Linked DNA regions of Mus musculus: regions 1 and 2 are each linked to region 3. A link is a contact called in public HiChIP or PLAC-seq data. All regions are on one chromosome and are shown on one strand. Each heading gives the region's core, a stretch centred on a gene start, on an enhancer-like site or on the middle of the called end of the contact. The rest is flanking DNA. Distances are from core to core; before and after follow the strand shown. Region 1 holds the start of Lefty1 (left right determination factor 1). Region 2 holds the start of Lefty2 (left-right determination factor 2). Region 3 holds the start of Degs1 (delta(4)-desaturase, sphingolipid 1).

The links. HiChIP or PLAC-seq counts read pairs in DNA pulled down with a chosen protein or histone mark.
Region 1: an H3K27ac HiChIP or PLAC-seq map of embryonic stem cells shows a contact between it and region 3, with 7 times the contacts expected there. The contact joins the promoter of Lefty1 here to the promoter of Degs1 in region 3. A contact is called at or near these places in 1 of 39 promoter capture datasets (hippocampal neurons) and 1 of 115 datasets of contacts at active chromatin or transcription factors (embryonic stem cells).
Region 2: an H3K27ac HiChIP or PLAC-seq map of embryonic stem cells shows a contact between it and region 3, with 2.3 times the contacts expected there. The contact joins the promoter of Lefty2 here to the promoter of Degs1 in region 3.

Annotation. Positions count from the first base shown.
Region 1 is chr1:180,932,824-180,937,467 of GRCm38.p6, reverse strand. It overlaps Lefty1 (left right determination factor 1), which reads right to left and starts at 2,446. Exons shown (of 4, transcript NM_010094.4): 1 at 2,109-2,446; 2 at 675-921; 3 at 214-459. The coding sequence starts at 2,358. Gm39715 (a long non-coding RNA gene) reads left to right here. Exons shown (of 3, transcript XR_865785.2): 1 at 1-880.
Region 2 is chr1:180,891,447-180,896,385 of GRCm38.p6, reverse strand. It overlaps Lefty2 (left-right determination factor 2), which reads right to left and starts at 3,278. Exons shown (of 4, transcript NM_177099.4): 1 at 2,953-3,278; 2 at 2,005-2,251; 3 at 1,545-1,790. The coding sequence starts at 3,202.
Region 3 is chr1:182,280,772-182,285,353 of GRCm38.p6, reverse strand. It overlaps Degs1 (delta(4)-desaturase, sphingolipid 1), which reads left to right and starts at 2,553. Exons shown (of 3, transcript NM_007853.5): 1 at 2,553-2,732. The coding sequence starts at 2,651.

The sequences.
Region 1 (4,644 bases), core at 1,197-3,696, 1.3 Mb after region 3:
CACTGCCGTAGCAAAGGAAACAACTGAATATTGGATATTTATGGGGATGGACACCTAAGAACTAAATAAATACTATTTATTGAGAGTTTCATAACAGTCAGAGGAAGCCTTTTCTAAATATTCTCACATTCTGAAATTTTGTCATTTCACAGTTAAGTCAAAGTCCCCATTTGTCTCTCAATTTCGCTTATCAACTTAGCCCACAATGCTTACCCATAGTCCTTGAGGTCCAGCGTGTGCAGCTCCAGCTGTGGCTCGCCCTGCCCCTTGCCATCCGGCGTCCCCTGCGCCGCGAAACGAACCAACTTGTGTGAGCTCCAGGTTCCCGGCCCCAGATGCTCCCTCTGCACCGACACCTGGAGCAGCAGCGGCTGCCTCGGCCGGCTCAGCTGCTGCCAGAAGTTCACGGCCTCGGTCACGTCGAAGGCCTTCCAGCCGCTCTCGTGGATGGACACGAGCCTGAGACACAGCAGTGCGCGTCAGGCGAGGGGACTGGCAGGCTGTTAGGGAGGCCCTGGAGGAGGAGTCTGTCCCGTCTGGTACACACCCCTATCATCTGCTGCTCCCCTCCCCCTGCATGGGCGAGTCCCTCACTTCCCAACTCTCGAGAGAGAGAGAGAGAGAGAGAGAGAGAGAGAGAGAGAGAGAGAGAGAGAGAGAGAGAGAGACTATACCTAGAATCGATAAGGGCAGTGCGGTTGGAGCCGTCGTCGCGGAAGCGCAGCCATTCAATGGTGACCCGAGCCCGGGCACTGTGTGGGGACAGCCTCTTTTGCCTCCGGAGAGCTGTTCTGGGCACAGGCTCCTGGAACAGCCGCAGCACAGCCTGCACCAGCTCGCTGTTAGGCGGCAGCCGCTGCTCCATTCCGAACACTAGCAGGTGAGTGGAGGTCTCTGACACCAGGAACCTGCCTGCCACCTCTGTGGACAAGGACAGAGTCAGCCGGGCCTCTACAAGTACCAGATAACTTCCAGGGTGGCAAGACCCAAGACCAATGGCCAAGATTCCTTAAAAATCCTCAGGGAGAGTTGTAAGCAGGAAGCCCATGAACAACATGAAAAAGAAGTCTTTCTTTCTACTCAGGAATTATAAAGTTTGCAATGAGGCCCTGAATGCTAACTCTTGCACACTTAGTGGTGACTTTGGAACCCTGTGCAAGAAAGGAGCTGGAGGGGTTCCAGAGCGTGGCAATGCTGGCTTCTTTCTGGAAGGTTTTAGGAGAGGATTGGGGGAGGAATACAGAATCAGGCTGCAGAGACTAGAGAAAAGAAGCCCAGCCCGAGGTGCCTTTCTTAAGAGACAGATGCATTTGTGAGGGGTTCCGTTCAGTGGAACAGGAGTCTGTGAATATCCTTGTCAGGACTGCTGAACCCTGGGGCAAGTGTTCAGGGAGTTGTCACCTTCCTAAATGGCTCCAGCCAGTGTGCTCACTCTCTGGGATAGCAGAGTGGTTGGTTACCTGAGAGGCCAGCCACACCTATCCTCAGCAGACATCTCCCTTGCCTGCCTGTTCAGAACCAGCATCCTTCTATCTCCAGGCCTAGGTACCACAGGACAGTAAGTTTATGGATGTGGCTGTGCCCATGAGGGCTGCTTCCAGCTGGAAAATGCTACACCACCACACAGGCCTTTGCTACTTGACAGCTGGATACCTGTTCTCTCTCTCAATCTCTCTCTCTCTCTCTCTCTCTCTCTCTCTCTCCCAAATTCTGTCACCCAGGGCTGCCTCTACCCAGCCACTGTTCTCTGTCCATGGCAAGACATAGTCAGCCACTCGTCCAGGCAGTGACCCCAGGAAGTTCTACCTGGCCCTGACTGCTCCAGGGGTTCTGTTTTCTTCCACTCTCCTCCCTCTTCTCTGCTCCTTAATTTACCAGCAAGCACAGCCCCGCTTTTCCCATCCTGAGACTCCTTCAGTGCACAGCCAGATCCCCAGTGCCCACCCTCCCAGATCTTCTCCCCTCTAACATCCGCCTCACCCTGTGCCCCCCACCCCCATGACTGACTCTGAGCACCACAAGGCAAGGGTCCATACACACCACAGGTGGAAGGAAGGCATGATCAGCCGGCCTTTCCTAGAGACCAAGGACAACAGGGGAGGGCTCACCTCGAAGGTTCTGGCTGAACCTCTTGCCTCGGGAGCGGCTGGCATGGCTGTGTTGTAGCAGGGCCACATACTGAGTCCTCACGTGCGAGGGGATGACCATCCCTTCCACATCAGCCTTGTCCAGGACTGGCGGTTGATCGAGCTGCAGCTGTTGCAGCAGGCTGCCCAGGATCTGCTCTCCGGTCAGGGCTTCCCTGAGGCTAACCAGCGACAGTGCCCAGAGTGCCCAGCAGAGCCACAGGAATGGCATGGTGCTGTCCGGGAAGAGGAGCCTTGGATGTGTGTGTCCCTGAGGTGTCCTGAAAGGGTCTTGAGTCTGCGGAGGAATGGTACGGTACGGAACAGCTTTATAGCTGGTCCTGGGGTGGGGGGCAGGGAGGAAGAAGAGAGGTCACACCCCTGGGACCTCCTGGGAGCTCAGCATGAAACAAGCCCCTGAGTCCTGAGGAGGGGCTGTCTAGAAAGGACACAAAAGCCTGTCTGGACTGAGAACATCTGGTCACCGCTGTCTGTTAGCCATATACTTCACCATTGACTTAAGGGTGTCTGACCAATTAGGACATTCAGGACAGGGGTGGTAATAGCTCAGTGGTAGAGCAGCACCGGCCCTGCACACGTGAAGCCCTAAATTCAATCCCAGCATGGGATGGAAGGTGGGTCCTGGAGACGACGCGGAGGTCTCACGTTCTCTGCTGGATGCCTGCTCCCAGTGTCTGGAATGTGCACCTGTAGTCTTGTCCATCACTGCTTCTAAACCCTGGAGAGAACCAGATGTCAATCAACACCTGGGCTCTCCAACTGACTTGCTTCCCAGGTGTGCAAAAGACTTTTCTAGGGCTGATAAGAGTGAGGCTTCTCCACTTTGGGGGCTGGGGGACCTTCCTTGGTTGCAAAGCCTGGGACTCGCCAATGAGCAACCTATCCTTTCCCTTTCTTGCTGTAGGAGAATTGAAAATCTACCCCATCCCAATCTCTGAGCCAGAGTACATCGGCTCAGACGAGGGGCAACATAGTTAAGATCGGTGCCCACGAAGGGCTTTCCACAGCTCCAATTATTTTCTGCTAAGTCCTGCCCAGGGGTGTGTGTCTGGGGTGGGGACAGGGTGTGTGGCTGGGTTGGGGACAGGGGCATGTGGCTGGGGTGGGGACAAGGGTGTGTGGCTATACACCAGTAATATGCTAAGCCTTCTCCAAGACACAGCTGGGATACCCGAGTGTGAATTTGTGGCTTTGTGCGCTGGAGAAATAAAATTGAGCAAGCTGCCAGGGGTAGGGCTGCCAAATAAAACCCGTACTGAATCTGGGACTTGGTTACACAATATATCAGTCACTGTTTACCTGGGATTTGCATTACACCAGTATCTAGAGGTTTTATTTGCAGATTCAGACAATCTTAGTCGGGGGATAGATGAAGAAACCATAGTGGATTGTAAGACTCGTCCCTGGTGTGTTCCCTGGCTCTCCAGCAGGGCCACCCTTTGTTATGCAGAAGAGCAGCTGCCTTCCCCATGGCTCCTGCCCAGGTCTGACCCAGGTCAGGCTTGAGATTGGAAAGCAGGCCCCAAACCAGGAGAGGGGGGCCCTGGAATGAAGTCTGCAGCTTCTGACACGATGCGCTGCCTTTCTTGGCTCGAGACCAGTGTAAAGGACCCAGGGGTGGTCAGTGGCCCAATCACGAGGGAAATGAGGGCTAAGTAAGAAAAGAAGCCTGGTGTTTCCTACCACTCTCTGTCTCCAAACAGAGGTTGGGCTGCTGGGGCAAACACTGCAATGGGAACAGAAGTCATCTTGGGACTTGCAGAGTTAAGTGTATGGCTAACATTAGGCATAGGATCAGACCCAAGGGCCTCTGAGGTCAGGGAAGCTAAAGTCCAGGACAGTCTTTGCAGGCTAGCTCCTGGTGTCTAGGATGCCCTCACTGAGCAGAGCAGACACTTTGTGTTCTCTTAGCAAGTACTCCAAGGCCAGCCCAGGTGCCATGGGCAGTCTGGCCCCACATGTGGAGATCCTAACCCCTGCCCGAGGCCATGTGGCTTCTGGTGGGCAGTGCAGAGGGACTTCCAGACATGCCCTGGTGGACTCCGTGTTCTCCCAGAGCATCTCAGGTACAGACAGGGATATAGAGAGCGTGTTAGGCTGTTGGCTCCTTCTCCTTCCTGCAGGTTTGAATTCAAACCCTTGCTGTACCACACTCACAAGTTCTGCAGATCTCAGACCCTCCTCAATGTGACATAAATCCACTGTGGGAAATGAGAGTCTTCTCAAGGCGATTCCAGTTTCCCTCTGGGAAAACAGACCCCAGAAATTAGCCATTTAACCACCATGTTCCCAGAATTCCTGGCAAGCCTCTTGGTACACAGTAGGTGCTCAAGAAATTCTAGCTGCCTCTTACACTGTTAACATACTTGAGAGGTGAAATTTCTAAGATGTAACTTGACTCTCTTTCTTTCTCTTTTTCTTTTCTTTTCTTTTCTTTTCTTTTCTTTTCTTTTCTTTTTAACTCTCTTAAAAATAATTAGAATTCAGGAACATTCAG
Region 2 (4,939 bases), core at 2,029-4,528, 1.4 Mb after region 3:
CACACCCACACCACAAACACACACACACACACCACATATACACACATGCACACCACACATACACACTGCACACACACACACATATACCACACATACATACACACCACTTGCACACATACTACACATACCACACATATACACATACCACATACACAACATGCACATATACTACACACATCACACATACACACCACATACACACACCACACATATACACTACACATACACCACACATATCACACACACCACACATACATACACATACCACATATACACACACCACACATACCACACATACATATACACACACCAGACATACACACATGCACAAATACTACACACACCAGACATATACACACACACACCACATATATACACACCACACATACTACACATATACACACACCACACATACACATGCACACATACTACACAAACCACATACACATATACACACACCACACATACACACTACATACACATACACCAAACATACAACACATACATACACACCCCACAAACATACACACCCCACACACATACACCACATATACCACATATACCACACATAAATACACACACCACACATACACACCCCACACACATACACACTACACACACATATACCACACATACATATACACACCACATATCACACAACACATACACAACACATGCACACCACACACACATACACCACACATTCCACATGCACCACACATACCACACATATACACATGCACACATACTTCACACAACACACATACCACATATATGCACACACACACACCCCTATACACACACACACTATAATGCTTATCAGGAGGAGCAAGATGGGGAGTAGAGAATGCTATGATAAAGATACATTGTATATATGAATAAAATTCCCCCAAAATAAAGAATTTTTAACAACAACAAAGAGTATATGCAGGGGAGGCAAGGTAGCTTAGCAGGTAAAGAGCTTGCCATGCAAAACTGATGACCTGGGCTGGATTGGATCCCTGGAACTCATATAAAGGTGACAGAGTAGAACACAGTGTGTACACACGGACACACATGCGCAATAGTAGCAAATACAAATGTTTAAAGTATATGCCTAATAAGATGGGTTTTGTTGTTGTTTGTTCTGTTTTTAGTGGTTGGTTGTTTGGTTTGGTTTGGTTTGGGTTTTTTGAAATAGGATGTCTCTGTGTGTAGCTTTAGCTATCCTTTATAGACCAGACTGGCCTCGAACTCGGGGATCTGCCTGCCTCTCCCTTCCAAGTGTGGGATTAAAAGCATGTGCCACCAATGCCTGGCTTGAAGCTAAAAATCTTCAAAGACTTACTCTTGAAGGGGACAGTGGAAATAGAATGTTATAATTCAATATTATAATACCATTTCTAAACGCACCGCTAGAAAGTATTATAGGTAGGAATGGCTCATCTCCCGGGGCAGCCTACACAGTTCACACCTAAGCTGGTACAAAATCTCGGCGCGGCTGGGGGCAGAGAGGGAGGAGGACCGGGTCTATTGCATCCCTAGCCACCCAACCTCCAGCCTACCCGTAGTCCTTGAGGTCCAGCGTGTGCAGCTCCAGCTGTGGCTCGCCCTGCCCCTTGCCGTCCGGCGTCCCCTGCGCCGCGAAACGGACCAACTTGTGTGCGCTCCAGGTCCCCGGCCCCAGATGCTCCCTCTGCACCGACACCTGGAGCAGCAGCGGCTGCCTCGGCCGGCTCAGCTGCTGCCAGAAGTTCACGGCCTCGGTCACGTCGAAGGCCTTCCAGCCGCTCTCGTGGATGGACACGAGCCTGAGACACAGCAGTGCGCGTCAGGCAAGGGGACTGGCAGGCTGTTAGGGAGGCCCTGAAGGAGGAGTCTGTCCCGTCCGGTACCCATCCCTATCATCTGCTGCTCCCCTCCCCCTGCATGGGCGAGTCCCTCACTTCCCAACTCCCCCAACACACGCGCGCACGTGCGCGCACACACACATCAGCAACAACAGCATCCAGCAGCATCCCCTACCTAGAGTCGATGAGGGCAGTGCGATTGGAGCCATCCTCACGGACTCTCAGCCATTCAATGGTGACCCGAGCCCGGGCACTGTGTGGGGACAGCCTCTCAAACCTCCGGAGAGCTGTTCTGGGCACAGGCTCCTGGAACAGCCGCAGCACAGCCTGCACCAGCTCGCTGTTAGGCGGCAGCCGCTGCTCCATTCCGAACACTAGCAGGTGAGTGGAGGTCTCTGACATCAGGAACCTGCCTGCCACCTCTGTGGACAAGGACAGAGTCAGCCGGGCCTCTCCAGGTATCACAAGACCTCTAGGATGGCAGAGCCACTGTACTTGAAGGAGGCCAGGACAGAGCCGTTACAGTTCTGTGCCTTTTTAAAATCTCCAGCAAGAGCTTGTTCACTAAACCTCCCCAAGCAAGCACAAAGAGCTTTGGGATCCAGAAGTAATGAAGCTGAAGAGAGTAGGGTCCTTATAGAAGCCGGGTCATGGATCTGGCTTTCTTTCTGATCCCAGCCCTAACGGGGAGAGGCTCCATTTAGGCTCCTGCATCTCACTAGCGGGCTATACTGTTCTCAGAATACTGGACGTTTTGTTTGCTTTTAACCCAAAGTAGCTTCAACCAGTAATTTACTTCAGTGTTCATAGCACAAGACACAGTTGGCCACTGTCCCAGATGGTCCTAGATAGTCACCCCAGAAGTCACACTACTGTCTCCAGAAGAACTGGGTCCTTGCTACACCTACCCATACCCTATGATCCTGTTTTGCCCTGCTCTATTCTTCTCTGAGTCTGGGTCTTGTCAGTCACTCCAGCCTGATGTATATCTCCTCCTGGCCTTGAGAGTCCTGAGGACTTGGTCACACCTCTCAACACACACACAAAGAAAGGGTCTACATCACCAGAGTGGGCATGGTCAGTCTGCCCTGTCTAGAGACCAGGGACAGCAGGAAGAGCTCACCTCGAAAATTCTGGCTGAACCTCTTGCCTCGGGAGCGGTCAGCGTGACTTCCCTGCAGCAGGGCCACATACTGGGACCTCACGTGGGTAGGGATGGCCATCTCCTCCACATCCGCGCTGTCCAGGGTGGGGGCCTGGCTGAGCTGCAGCTGCTGCAGTAGACTGCTCAGGACCTGTTCCTCGGTCATCGCTGCCCCAGGGCCAGCCAGGGGCAGTACCCAGAGTGCCCAGCAAAGCCACAGGGACTTCATGGCGCTGCCCAGGAGGAATCGTGGATATATGCGTCCCTAAAAGTGCCCTGAAAAGTTCTTGGGACCTAGACGGTCTGCTGAGGGCTGGCACTGGCCTTCTTTATAGTTGGCCCTGGGGTGGGGGGCAGGGAGGAAGGACAAGAAAGGTCACACCCCTGGGACCTCCTGGGAACTCAGCATGAGACAAGCCCCTGCGCCCTGAGGAGGGGCTGTCTAAGAAAGGACACAGAGAGCTGTCTGGAAGACACACGGACTGAGATTTCTGTCTGTGGGGTCACTGCCTCTCAACGATACTGTTCGCTCTTGTTGGAATTATCTGATAATATCACCGTCTGTTTTGTGGGATAGAGAATTCCTCGGGGCAAAAAACAGAGAGACTCTTTCACCAGTTGTTGAAGTACTATATTACCTGCATAGCCATGGCTGGGCTGAATTCTTCAGAAACGACTCTAGGTCAGGCGGACCCCAAACTTGTGATAATCCTCCTCCCATCATCCTCTGCATGCTAGAACTACAGCTGTGTATCACTATGCCAGACCTGTTTAAGACTCTGGAAGATTCTCCATGGGCCAGTGGAGGTCTAGATTTGTCCGTGGAGGAACAAAGAGGGGCAGAGTCCTGTATTCCAGCTGTCTCTGGTCAATTCCACAGATACCCCGGAGTCAAAGGAACCGTATACATCCTTCAGTACCCCCACGGGTCTGTCCAGGTTCGTCACGGTCCTCATCACACCCCACCCCTCCCATGCCAGAGGAAGACAGATGCCGCTAACTAGAGATTTTGCTAGCATAGTCTCAGGAAACATGAAGACTGCGCATGTCTCTCTGCTCTCAGAGTGCCACAGAATGTGCCTCTTCAGACAGCAACTCCTTCTGGGAGGGCTCGCCCACTAGGCTCATACCACAAGCGCTCAGGCTTGTGTCTTGCTCATACCACAGACTTAGAGACAGAAACCATCCAGAGGCCAAATCTGCCTGGAAACATGTCCAGTCCACAGCTGCAGGCACCTGACTGGCCCTACTTCTTCTAGCTCCCAGTTTACAACAGCTGGGTCTTGATACTTGGTAAATTTTATAAATTCTCAATGCCTTGTGTTTTTATTATCTAAAGGAGCAGTTGACAATGACAGAAGACCCTGTCTCAAAACAAATACATAACATATGCGCATGCAAGATACATCCTCAGCAGACATCCATCGTATGAGTGATCATGTGTGCCAGGCCCCATCCCAAGCTGGGAGTAGGGTTCCACACAGCCCTTACGAGGCAGGTTTTAGCTGCAAGTGCATCTTTCAGATGCTGGTCAGCTCACTACAGGACAAAGTCACCTGTCCTGTCACAGTATGCAGTTAGAGGAGACCTTGCGATACAGATATTTGCATCTGCCCCCTAAGGCCTCTCTGGCTCAGAGGTCTAAGTGTGTGCAGAAGGAAACCTTTCCTGTAGCCAATGAGAGGTGAACAATGGCCACAGAGGAGCTTAAGGGCCAAAGGGCCTGGTGGACAGGGATCACCTCTCTGCCTTCCCAGGAGGACACTGGCCCCTGGGTGTGTATGCGCTGTGTTCTACCTTTCTCAAACAACCCTGAGAGCAGAGAAAACCCTCTCAGGTTCAAGGGCTCTGGGTAACAGCCCAAACACACACACACACACACACACACACACACACACACACACACACGAGTGCATGCACGAGCACACATATGTACACATTCTCACGTACATATTAATATATGTAG
Region 3 (4,582 bases), core at 1,304-3,803:
TATTCACATACATGAAATAAATAATTCTTTTTAAAATTATATGAAAGAATGTGTCAAGTTCACCGTATGGCTGCTGGGAGACTTCTGGGAAAGCTATTTCTGTTTACTCCAGATAGAGAAACAGCAGCAACCCAAATAAATAATTCTATCCAGCTTGGCGCATGTCTTAGTGTTTCTGTTGCTGTGAAGAGACACTATGATCAAGGCAACTCTTATAACGGCAAACATTTAATTGGGGTTCAGTCCATTATCATCCAGGCAGGAAGTATGGCAGCATCCAGGCAGGCATGGCACTGGAGGGGCTGAGAGTTCTGCATCTTGTTCTGAAGGCAAGCAAGAGAAGATTGACCTCCAGGCAGCTACCAGGAAGGTCTTTCAAAGCCCACCCCTCACAGTGACATACTTCCTCTAACAAAGCCACACCTACTCCTACAAGGCCACACCTCCTAATAGTGCCACTCCCTGGGCCAAACATATTCAAACTACAACAGTGCACCAACAATTTCTTTGGTGATACTTACAGGAACATGAGTATCACCGGCATCACCAAACACCCAACTCCAGTGTGAGCTTGCATGGCTGGAGTCTGTTGCCCAACCTGCAGGCCGCTATACCCCTAAAGAGCCTTCGTTGCTCCAGGCCCTAGGCATATGTGTGTCAGTCAGAGGCCCTGTCATGGACAGAATTCACTTTCTGCTCCAGCCTTTTACAGTTTTAGGCAGTACCATAGCATAGCACAACACAATATAGCTAGAATATGTATTTTACTTCAGTTGTCTTATTTTCTCCTTTAGTGTGAACCTCTGGGAGAAAAGCACTATTATAAAAAATCATAGGGGTTTTGGGTTTTTTTCTTTTTATTATTTATTTGTTTAATTTATTTATTTGGTGGTGGTGGGTTTTGAACCCAGCATCTTACTGGGCACTTTATCATTGAACTCTGTCTCAAGTCTTTTATCTGTGTTGGGTGTGTGTATATGGAGGAGGCTGGGTTTTATCGGTGCACTTGCTCTGTAACCAAGGCAATCCTGGAACTTGTGATCTCTGCCTTAGGCTTCTGCTCAGTTGGGATCACACACAACTGGGCTAACATGCCCGGCAAGAATTTCTTAATACCTTCACCTACCCAGATGATACTTTAATTAAATAGCATCACATCAGGGGCTAGAGAGATGGTTCCGTATTTGAAGAGTTCCTACTGCTCTTGCAGAGTTCAGTTTCCAGCACCCATGGAAGGTGGGGTGTCTTTCAACGGCATGTAACTCAGCTCCAAGGGATCTGACACCCTTTTCTGGCCTCTGAAAGCAACTGCACCCAGATAGATAGATCTTTAAATAACATCACATCATTTTAACCCTTCAGAATAAATAAGACTGATACATCACAGCTGGCTAGTTTATCCTTTAAGTCCCTGTTAATTTGTTGGTTTTTTTTTTCTCCTTTATTAGAGAACACAAAATTCCCATATCGTTTCCTACAGTGAGATCTTGCTGATGGTATCCCATAGTTTAGCAGATTCCTCTGTAGTTTGTAGTTTTCTATACATGAGCAGTTGTACTTCCAAGACTTGTCAGACTTGGATGTCTGTCTCTCTGTGTCCCCACCTCTCCCGTTGTGGTATGCATGTGCAGTGGTGTGTGTCTGTGTCTGATTTATACTCATGACCACTTGGCTTCTTTAGGAAAGTCATCTGGTCTGCTAATCCCTAATCCTGTAATCTTAATCTTAATTAGCAGTTCCTTTCACTTCCAGGCTCCACGGAGAAGCCAGGGCTCTTAGTCCATCCACCTGCTCGGCCCGTGCTCCAACTCTGTGCCACACCTCTAATCCCTAAACCTCGTAAGTGAAGAAATGATAGGCATTTTGAAATCAAATCTCCCCTGCCTCCCACAGGAAGTTGCGGGTGATCACTTCTGTGACACGGGAAGATGCATGATTGAGCAACCATTAGTGTAGGGAAACATCAGAACCACCAACTCCACCCCATCTCTCCCTTCCCTTTTCTTTACTGCATTGTTCAGACAAGTCTGAAATTCCACTGGGAGGCAAGGGCAGGCCCACCGGCTGGAGGATAACCTAGGCTAGGTAGTGAGAACCTACTTCAAGAAACAAAAGCAAACATATGGGGCGGGAGGGGTGAGGAGGGGCGAAGACGGGAGAGAGGGGAGAGAAAAGCAAAGAGAAAAAAAAAACTTTTTTAAAAATTAGATTTTAGTTGCCACACACTCCAAATCTCTGGAGGTTTTAGTTCCAGAAGGCAACCAAACAGGGCTCGACAGATAATTTGCTATTAAAAGTTAAGCGAAATATGGGCTCGTTGCCACTTAATCAAAGCCAGTGATCTTCCGAACTCAAGGAGAGGTAGCCACCCCATGTACTCCACCCACTGAGGCGCTAAAGCGAGAGCCTTATCCAGCCGCAAATCTTTCCTTCTCTTTTCACCTTTTCCCAGGCTTCGTGAGCCTACAAGGTTCTTGGCTGCCGACCCAGGTCCCGCCCATCGCCTCCCACGAGGGGCGTGGTCATTGCGGGGCGTGGCCTGAGGCCCCGCCTCTGCCCGCGTCCCCGCGGCTTATCGACTAGAGCCGGGCCTCGAGCTGCCGCCGTCCGGACACGAGCCGGAGGCAGAGCGGGTCCACAGGCCGCAGCCATGGGTAGCCGCGTGTCCCGAGAGGAGTTCGAATGGGTCTACACGGACCAGCCCCACGCCGCCCGGCGCAAGGAGATCTTAGGTGAAGACTGGACCCCGTTATGTGCGCGTGGCCGCGTGCGGGCCCTGAGCGGCCTCCCGTGCGCGCCGTGCGAGCGCGGCCTCCGCGGCCCCTTCCAGCCGCTCCGCTGCTTGGCCGCCGGCGCGGGCTCCGGGCGGGCGGGAGAACCGAGGGATGAGGGATCAGCGCGCCGCCGCTCGCTGCTAGCCCTTCGATGGTCATGTGTTGGAGGCCTCCGCCGGCCTGTGAGCTGAGGGTCCCCAGGTAGGGCGATCCGGACTCGCCCCTCCTGCTCCGACAGTCGAGGGTGACCCCCGCTCCTGGTGGAGCGGTAGGCTCGAGCCCGGACGCCTGCTTGGCTCAGGGCGTGGTCCAGGGGCATCCCCGGCCCCGGGAGCCTCAATCACGTGGTCCAGTCAGCTGCAGGCCTAGCGGGGGACCAGGTTCGGGTGACCCTAGGCTTCCCAGACCGGATGGCTCCTGTGAGTTTTTATTCCAGTGATCTGCGGGACCGGCTGCATAGGAAAGGCGCGCAGCTTAGCCTCCCGGACCTTAGGACAGGCTAGGCCTGATTTAGGAGAGTATGGGGGGCGGAGGGGGGGTTTCCACGTGAGATAGAGAGGTCTCTTATCCCACGTAGGCTGCTCTTAAGAATAAGGACAAATTGTTGGGTATGAGCTTTGCATATATGAACCAGTTCAATTTTTCCTTTCCAGTACTTTGCCTGAGCCGGCATTTTAAAAGATGAAGTAATGTTTAAGAAGATTCCAACATCTTCATAATTAGACTGCAGCCAAAGAGTCTGCCTTTTTTCTTTTCTTGGTGCTAGATATAGAAAGTTGTTTTAGTTTGTTTGTTTTGATTTAATTGAGAGAATCAATGAAAGGCCTTTTAATATGAGGAACTGCCTCATATCCACCATTTTCACACTCTTTCTTAAAAATATTTGCCTAATGGGGGAGGGGGCGGCGAGGCCCTGGTTTCTGCAGTAGTTGCTAAACTTAGACATTACTTGTTTCGCAAATCAGAGTGACTAGCTGCCGTTCAAATGGACTTTATTTTTCTAGTGGAATTCACGTTCAGGGGATCCCTGGTGCTAGTAAGTTCTCTACCATTGAGCTGCACCCCTGACTTCTGACCTGGAACTTAAATTGAGTGAGCCTCAGTCATTATCACCAGCTGTGCTGTCAGGTGCTTTGGGCTCTGGGGTTTCCGTATAGTCATTGCCTCTGCCTCATTACGGTGATAAATGTCTGCTGCTCCAGGGAGGGAGGGAGGCCTTTGGCTGCTGGCTTATCGGTGCTCACCGGTGCTTTTGGGTGTGTGGGGAGGGGGGAAGGGGGAGGTGTCTGGTGAAATCATGCCAGAGGGGTTTGAAGGAAAAAAGCTGATCCCCCTCATGTCAGCCTGGAAGCTGGGGGGCAAATGGAAACGTCCTTTGGGGCCTGCTTTCAGTGCACACCTCCTCCTATGCCTTTTATTCTGAGTCCTTTGAGGGGTTAATATGTTGATAAGGTCAGAACATTCAGGATCCTCACTGTGACCAGATCTGCCAGCTGGGGTCCAACCCTTTAATATGTGCGGTGATACCACATTTTGCTTAACATTCCTTTGATAGACATTTGAGCTGATACCCCCTCTCAGCTGTTTTTAATAGTGTTCCTTTGAATGTTCATGTACAGGGCATGGATTCGTTTTCGTTTGGGGGTTGCTGGCCGTTCTTTCTTTAGCATTTTGGTTGAATGTCAGACAGTCTAAACCATTTTACATACTCATCAGGCAGTGTATGAAGATTCTGGTTTCTCCACAACCTAGTTGTTACCTGCCTTTGGGTACGTGGGCGTGTGGGTGTGCCCCCACAAGTGCATGTG